Regions from separate parts of the Sus scrofa genome. Here region 1 is linked to region 2. A link is a contact called in public HiChIP or PLAC-seq data. All regions are on one chromosome and are shown on one strand. Each heading gives the region's core, a stretch centred on a gene start, on an enhancer-like site or on the middle of the called end of the contact. The rest is flanking DNA. Distances are from core to core; before and after follow the strand shown. Region 1 has its middle 43 kb from the start of SLC45A1. Region 2 has its middle 110 kb from the start of ERRFI1.

Region 1 (3,565 bases), core at 2-2,501, 100 kb after region 2:
CATTGAACATTGGGAGTCAAAGAGGTAGAGGTGACAAGGACGGACGCAGGTCTCCAGCTTGTACCATCTAGAAAGGTGGTCGTGGGGATATAGGGGCAAATGCATTTCCTTATTTTTGCCATTTGCCTTGGACTTTTGCTTGAGGTGGGGTTAATACAGCTCACTGCAGGGAGATGGTTTGCCCCGGCCGGTTTATGAGCGTTGAGGTGAAATATATCAGATGACAGAAATTTCGGGCCACGCTACACCAGTATCCTACAAATGAGGTCTTCAGTATCCCCAGGAAATAACACAAAGCCCTGCATTACCCAGAGTTCGTCCATCACGTCCAACCTCAGGAGGCTGTGCGTTTGCTTATGATAAACTCCCAGAGCATCTCCCTAAAAGCACTGAATTCCAGGAGCAACTAAGAAAAGTCTCCGACTGTAAGTTGACCCTGTTACCTGCGCACACCTGCTGAATCGCTTTTTAAATGCTCACCAAAACGACAGTGTCTCTTGTTTCCGGTACAACTTGGAGCCACAAAAACTAATTATATCACCTTCAAAATCCGTCCGTCCCGTGGTTTGCATCCAAAGGTCAACGTGCAGACGAGAAATGGTCTAGTGCTTTCAAACGCAGGGCGCAACACATAAATATTTATCACAGGAGGACAGGAACTCGTTGTACACGTGTGTTTACCTTATCAGGCAGTTACCTGGGGCAACGAGTCCTCTGTCTGCTTCCTGTTCCCAATTCCTTTTGTCCAAGACCTTGGGCAATTGTTTATTTGACGGAGCGTTCCGTACCATTCCCTCTCTTCTGGGAATAAGGGCACAGGATGCTAAACAAACATATCTCCTGGTCACCGATACCTGGTTTCTGGGGAGGAGAGGGTTCTAGGTGTTTGCTAGAAAGATCCAACAGCAAGGGAAAACTGTGGTTATACCCAGCAGAGAACAGAAAGCCCGCCTTTCTCCAGCCAGGGCTGGCTTGTTTTGATGAGCGTTTTGAATGCTCTCCATGGACTTTATGGAATGTTCCGGCTTTCGATAGTGAAGGTGATACAGCAGATGTACAGGCAAACAACAGTTGCAAGTGTGGCCTGTGGCAAAACACAGCCTTCCGTTTTATGGCTCTTTGCTATGTTTATAAAAACGCGAATGTTAGAGAAACGGTGGCCAGGCTGGCTTTCCTCTGGCCACATATTTGTTTTGGCCACTCTGAGCTTGCATTTCACAAGTTCTCATACTAACTAGCTCAAGCCTTTGTTACATAAGAAAGCCCAGCTGGGCCGGGTGCCAACGAGTCAACTCAGCATTTTTCCACCTCCCCACCGCAGTCCAGAGGAATGGATTCAAGGATCTTCAGCGTAGACGATCTATCAGACCCTATTTCCAGTCTGTTTAGTCTCTTCTCCTTGCCGAGCTACTAACTCTGAAGGTTTACCAGCAACTCTGCATGGTTACAGTTTCATTTGCATTTAATTTGCATATATTTTAATTTGCACTTAATTTGTGTGGGCCTTTGTATCTCTCCTTTCTGAATTGCCTGTGGTCCTTGGCTCATTTTTTTTTTTTTTTGGTCTTTTGAGGGCTGCACCCACGGCACCTGGGCGTTCCCAGGCTAGGGATCTAATTGGAGCTGTAGCCACCGGCCTACACCACAGCCACAGCAACACCAGATCCAAGCTGGGTCTTCAACCTACACCACAGCTCACGCAACAATGGATCCTTAACCCACTGAGTGAAGCCAGGGATCAAACCTGCATCCTCATGGTTACTAGTTGGATTCGTTTCCACTGAGCCACACAGGAACTCCCTTTATTTTTTCTGTCCATGAAGAAGTTCCTGGGCCAGGGATTGAACCTGCACTATAGCAGCCATCCAAGCTGCTGCAGTGACAACGCCAGATCCTTAACCCACTGCGCCACCAGGAAACTCCTGCCTACATTTTTCTACTGGAGTTTTAATATCACTTCTGTAAAGGATATTAAGCAGATCAGCACTTCTTTGTTATATAAAATTACCATCTATCCCTTGGGCACCTCTCTGGTTCCTGGGCATTTGGTTCTAAATGTTCCCCTTCCAAGTTTCATTCGATATCTTCCCAATGAATTTTCCAAAATTTGGCAAACAAATTCATGTTAATATTCAATGATGGAGTGAGAACAGGGTTTGGTCTCTCTTGTGCATTTTGAATCCCAGCACCTAGCTGGGCCTCGGCCAATTAGGCATTGGATAAATATTTGTCTGATGGACAGAAAACCTAAAAATCCGTGTCGAAATTATTCTCTAGTGTCCCTCAAACCACCCCCTTACTGGGAAAGAAAGAAAGAAAGAAATCTAACCTATTTATCCTAATCCCAACATCAACCTCTCCTTCTTGTGATTATTTTAACAGTTCATCTAGGTATTTTCTTGGAGTTCCCCATGTGGCTCAGCAGATTAAGAACCCAACGTAGTGTCCGTGAGGATATGGATTCGAGCCCTGGCTTCACTTAGTGGGTTAAGGTCTGGCATTGCCGCAAGCTTTAGCATAGGTCACAGATATGGCTCGGATCTGGTGGGGCTGTGCCTGTGACTTCGGCTGGCAGCTACAGCTCTGATTCGATCCCGACCCAGGGAAATTTCATATGCCTCCAGCGTAGCTGTAAAAAGAAAAGAAAAAAAATTTTTGACATACAATATTTAAAAATGCATATGGCATGTAGGTTGTACCCCAAAGTATGGGCATACTTACAGCTTTGCTTCTGAAATCCTTCCTGATGTATTTTAAGGGCTTTTGACCACAGCGATCCTTTTAGGCAGTATCACTGATGGAGCAGTGTCCTGTAACTCCCTGAAAAGTGATATAATGGAGCGTATTGCCCTCTAATTATAATCAGTGTTACAATGCCAAGTTTCCCTGATTCATCAGCTTGTACTTGTCCACCCTGAAACGAGTTTTCAGGGCTATGCAAACCCCATGCATGTGGGACAGAGGCTGTGCATCACAACCGTGGAATGAACTGAGGAATTCTGGGAGTGTCCCTCTTGCTCCAGAACCTCCCCCACATCCAAGTTCAACAGCGCCTGGGCCACCCGAGTTCATCCATTCCCCATTTATGGGGCGCTGACTGTGTCGGATATCACGCGAGGCACCGACAGCAGGGATGTGTGCCTGCGGCTAACAATTTCCAGGCGTCCTTTTCGGTTCAGCTGAGGCAGCTATCACATTCATCACAGATGCCTCAGCATGAATCGATTTATGAGGGCCCGCAAGGTCACGGAGGCTGGAAGGCGTGGAGTGGGACTCCCTTCCGGGCTGTCTGGTTCCACGTGTTCCAAATGTGTTGCCCAACCACGTCGTCATTTTGGGAGGTTACGCATTTACTGCAACGATCCTGCCATTTCCCTGAACATGTTTGGAACGACCCTCTGGGAATCTGATGAGACACGGAAGGACTCAGAATCTAACTCCATCTCAACGAGTAAGCCGCTAAGATACTATCAGTGAATTACTCCCATTCTCCAGCCCCTGTTTTCTCACTTGGAGAACGAGGAGATCAGACCCATTATCTTGGGAGAGTCCTTGCAGCGCTAAC
Region 2 (3,499 bases), core at 24-2,523:
CCTCACTGATCATAATACAATCATGGTAATATAAAACACTTTGATAAAGAACTGTGGATCAGGGCAGTTCCCGTTGGGGCTCAGCGGTAACAAACCCGACTAGCATCCGTGAGGACATGGGTTTGATCCCTGGCCTTGCTTGGTGGGTTAAGGATCTGGTGCTGCCCTGAGCTGTGGTATAGGTCACAGGTGTGGCTCAGAACTGGAGTTGCTGTGACTGGGGTGTAGGCCAGCAGCTGCAGCTCTGATTTGACCCCTAGCCTGGGAACTTCCATATGCCATGAGTGTGGCCCTGAAAAGCCAAAAAAAAAAAAAAAAAAAAAAAAAAAAAAAGAATGGTGAATCTCTGAGGGTGCATCTCTGGACCAGAGTTCCAGGAAGTCTGAGTAACTAACTCTCACTGACTTCTGATAGACCAACACATGTTTTGACAGAAGGTATATTTGAGATAAAACAAGGGTCTGCCCCGGGAGCTGATGGGAGCAGATAGAGGTGCTCTCTTCTGGTGTATGCTGGGATCACTAGTTAGCATCTAGTTTAAGTGAAAAAGAATGCCTTAGAACTGATTCAGTCTGCCGTGCACCTGAAACCAACACAACAGTATGTCCACTATACTCCAATAAAATTAAAAAAAGAAGGGACATTAGAAGGGGTGTGCGGTGGTGGCACTGGGGTCGCAAATGGAAATGATATGGTTCCGGGAGCTGGAAGCACCACCCGTTCCACAGGGCCAGTGGGAGGCACATGCCAGGATTTCCGGTCCCCTCAGATTGCCCTAAGGGAAAGAGGCAATTCCATCAAAGGAAATTCAGGTGCCACTGGGATGGGAGAATGGTTACCGGGCAAACGAAACCCAACATTATCCACTTTCTCTCTCTGTGAAGCCAGAGGACCATGATCAGCTTCCTCTGATGAAAACATTTAGTTTCTGGGCTTCAGGAAAAAAAAGAAAGAAAGAAAGAAAAAAAAAAAATGGCCCGAAACCCTCCAACTTAAAGGAATGCATTTTCTAAAAATCTAGCTGCATAAACAATACCATGAAAGGCCAGAAGGAAGGCTATCCCGCTGGGGTATTTGTGTTGCATTTCTCAATTTACCACATTCCGAGAGCAGGATTTATCATCGTGGGTAGGGAATGTTTCTGAGGACACTCGAGGTCAGGGCAATGTGGTCATTTGCATTTTGAAACACAGGACCGTGTGTTTCCACAGCTGCCGTCTTCCCAGCTCTCTGGGACAGCAGGCTTAGTTCATCCTGGCCGAGGGACAGCCTGGCTGCATGGCTCGCTCGGGTCACAGAAATGACGGCTTTTCTTGCTCAGGACATCTGAGCTTTAGGCGGAGGCACAGTCGGCCAGCTGGGCAGTGGCCTCTTGGCTCGGGGATCTAAGGGGCTAGCAAGCAATTTGGGAGGAGACAGAGGTTGCCAAGGTGAACCCCAAGGTTCTGGTCCTTAAAGACAGAAGACTGTCTGCTTCCATTTCTCTTTCTCTCTTTCTTATCATCAGTCTTTTTATTTTCAGTTTCTTTTTATGTTTTTTAATTACTCAATGAATTTATTACATTTATGGTTGTACAGTGATCATCACAATCCAATTTGATAGGATTTCCATCCCACACCCCCAGCGCATCCCCCCAGCCCATTTCTATCTTCTTAAAGTAAAACGATGACTAACCTTCTTTCTGAGCCCTCAGTGGTGTCAACGCCCCAGGCCCTCCATCTGGACTTTAGCCGATACTCTGTGAAGTCATTTTCATTTAAAAATGTATACTCAGAGTTCCGTCGTGGCACAGTGGTTAAGGAACCTGACACAGAGGTTGCGGGTTCGATTCCAGGCCTTGCTCAGTGGGTTAAGGATCTGGGTTGCTGTGAGCTGTGGTGCAGATCACAGATGAGGCTCAGCTCCTGAGTTGCTGCGGCTGGAGCTGTGGTGTAGGCCGGCGGCTACAGCTCCGACTAGACCCCTAGCCTGGGAATCTCCATATGCTGTGTGTGTGGCCCTAAAAAAAAAAAAAAAAGACAATAAATAAATAAATAAATAAATAAAAATGTATACCCATCATCACCCATCTCAGATTAAAGAAAGCTTAAGGAACACTGACGATGAAAATAAAGGCTAAAAGAGAACAATTTCCACAAATTGGCCATAATATGAGTTTTCTCAGATTTCTTGGTTGTTTTCATCAGCTGAAAAATTAAATTTTTCCAAAATCAAAAGCTAAAAATAATGATGATAATGCCCTATCTTGCTCGTCATTTGTTAGGAATAAATATGACCCATATCCACGTGGCATTTTTGCTGAGCGACGCTGACAGCTCATAGTCAGAACCTTCTGTTTGTCATTTAGAGGCAAAATGGTGAGATTTGCCCAAATATAAAAACCTCAGTTATTAAAACTCAATTTTTTGGGAGTTCCCATTTTGGCTCAGCAGGTTAAGAACCTGTCATAATATCCGTGAAGATGAGGGCTCAATCCCTGTCCTTGCTCAGCAGGGTAAGGATCCTGCTTTGCCATGAACTGGGGTGTAGGTCACAGACACGGCTCAGATCTCACATTGCTGTGGCTGTGGTGTAGGCCAGCAGCCGTAGCTCTGATTCTACCTTTAGCCTGGAAACTTCCATATTCAGCAGGTGTGGCCCTAAAAAGCAAAAAAAAAAAAAAAAAAAAAAAAAAAAAAGGCAAAAATTCCAAACAATTCATAGAACCAGTTTTTATCTCTCTTTTTAATGTTGTAATACATACTTTGAATTTACATTTGAATCTACACTGGTCACAAAATATACTGATTTACTATTTTTATTATTTTTTTTAATGGTCACACCTGCGGCAAATGGAAGTTCCTGGGCCAGGGATTGAATCCACACCTCCAACTACTTTACTATTTTTTTTTTAATTTTAAAAAATTGTTTGACTAAATACATTACTTTAAAATTGGTTGATAATCCATACTTTTCCTAATTTAATTCATTTAGAGTAAATTAAAGAGTATATATCCCTCTTTAAATATGATAAAGTTGAAATAAATATATGTATATATATGTCTTTTGTCCTTTTAAGGCCGCACCCGTGGCATATGGAGGTTCCCAGGCTAGGGGTCTAATCGGCGCTATAGCTGCCAGCCTATACCACAGCCACAGCAACGCCAGATCCAAGCTGTATCTTCGACATAACGCCACAGCTCATGGCAACCCCAGATCCTTAACCCACTGAGCAAGGCCAGGGATTGAACCCTCAACCTCATGGTTCCTAGTCAGATTCGTTTCCTCTGCACCACAGCGAGAACTCCCAAAATAAATATTTTCATATAGGTTGGGATTTGGGGGTTGCAGTAGAAATTTACCATCAATTTCTGCCCACACCCCTTCCACCCCAATAAGCTGAATAAACCATAACCTGCAAAGGGCAGCACCTTGCTAAGCAAATCCTGCCTGGCAATATTTGCTTTGTCTCTTAACCTCATTCTCCCACAGAATGCTTTCCCTCAGGACCTTGATGTG

The links. HiChIP or PLAC-seq counts read pairs in DNA pulled down with a chosen protein or histone mark.
Region 1: an H3K27ac HiChIP or PLAC-seq map of skeletal muscle shows a contact between it and region 2, with 4 times the contacts expected there. The contact joins two enhancer-like sites. A contact is called at or near these places in 5 of 47 Hi-C or Micro-C datasets (adipocytes, embryonic fibroblasts, epiblast stem cells and 2 more) and 1 of 2 datasets of contacts at active chromatin or transcription factors (skeletal muscle).

Annotation. Positions count from the first base shown.
Region 1 is chr6:68,889,615-68,893,179 of Sscrofa11.1, forward strand. No RefSeq gene overlaps it. Among named protein-coding and RNA genes, the nearest start is that of SLC45A1, 43 kb to the right of the region's middle. Within about 2 kb of position 1,252, at least 27 of the 83 cell types and tissues checked have an H3K27ac peak or open chromatin away from gene starts, as enhancers often do. A contact at or near this core is called in skeletal muscle, where this site is marked.
Region 2 is chr6:68,789,653-68,793,151 of Sscrofa11.1, forward strand. No RefSeq gene overlaps it. Among named protein-coding and RNA genes, the nearest start is that of ERRFI1, 110 kb to the left of the region's middle. Within about 2 kb of position 1,274, at least 33 of the 83 cell types and tissues checked have an H3K27ac peak or open chromatin away from gene starts, as enhancers often do. A contact at or near this core is called in skeletal muscle, where this site is marked.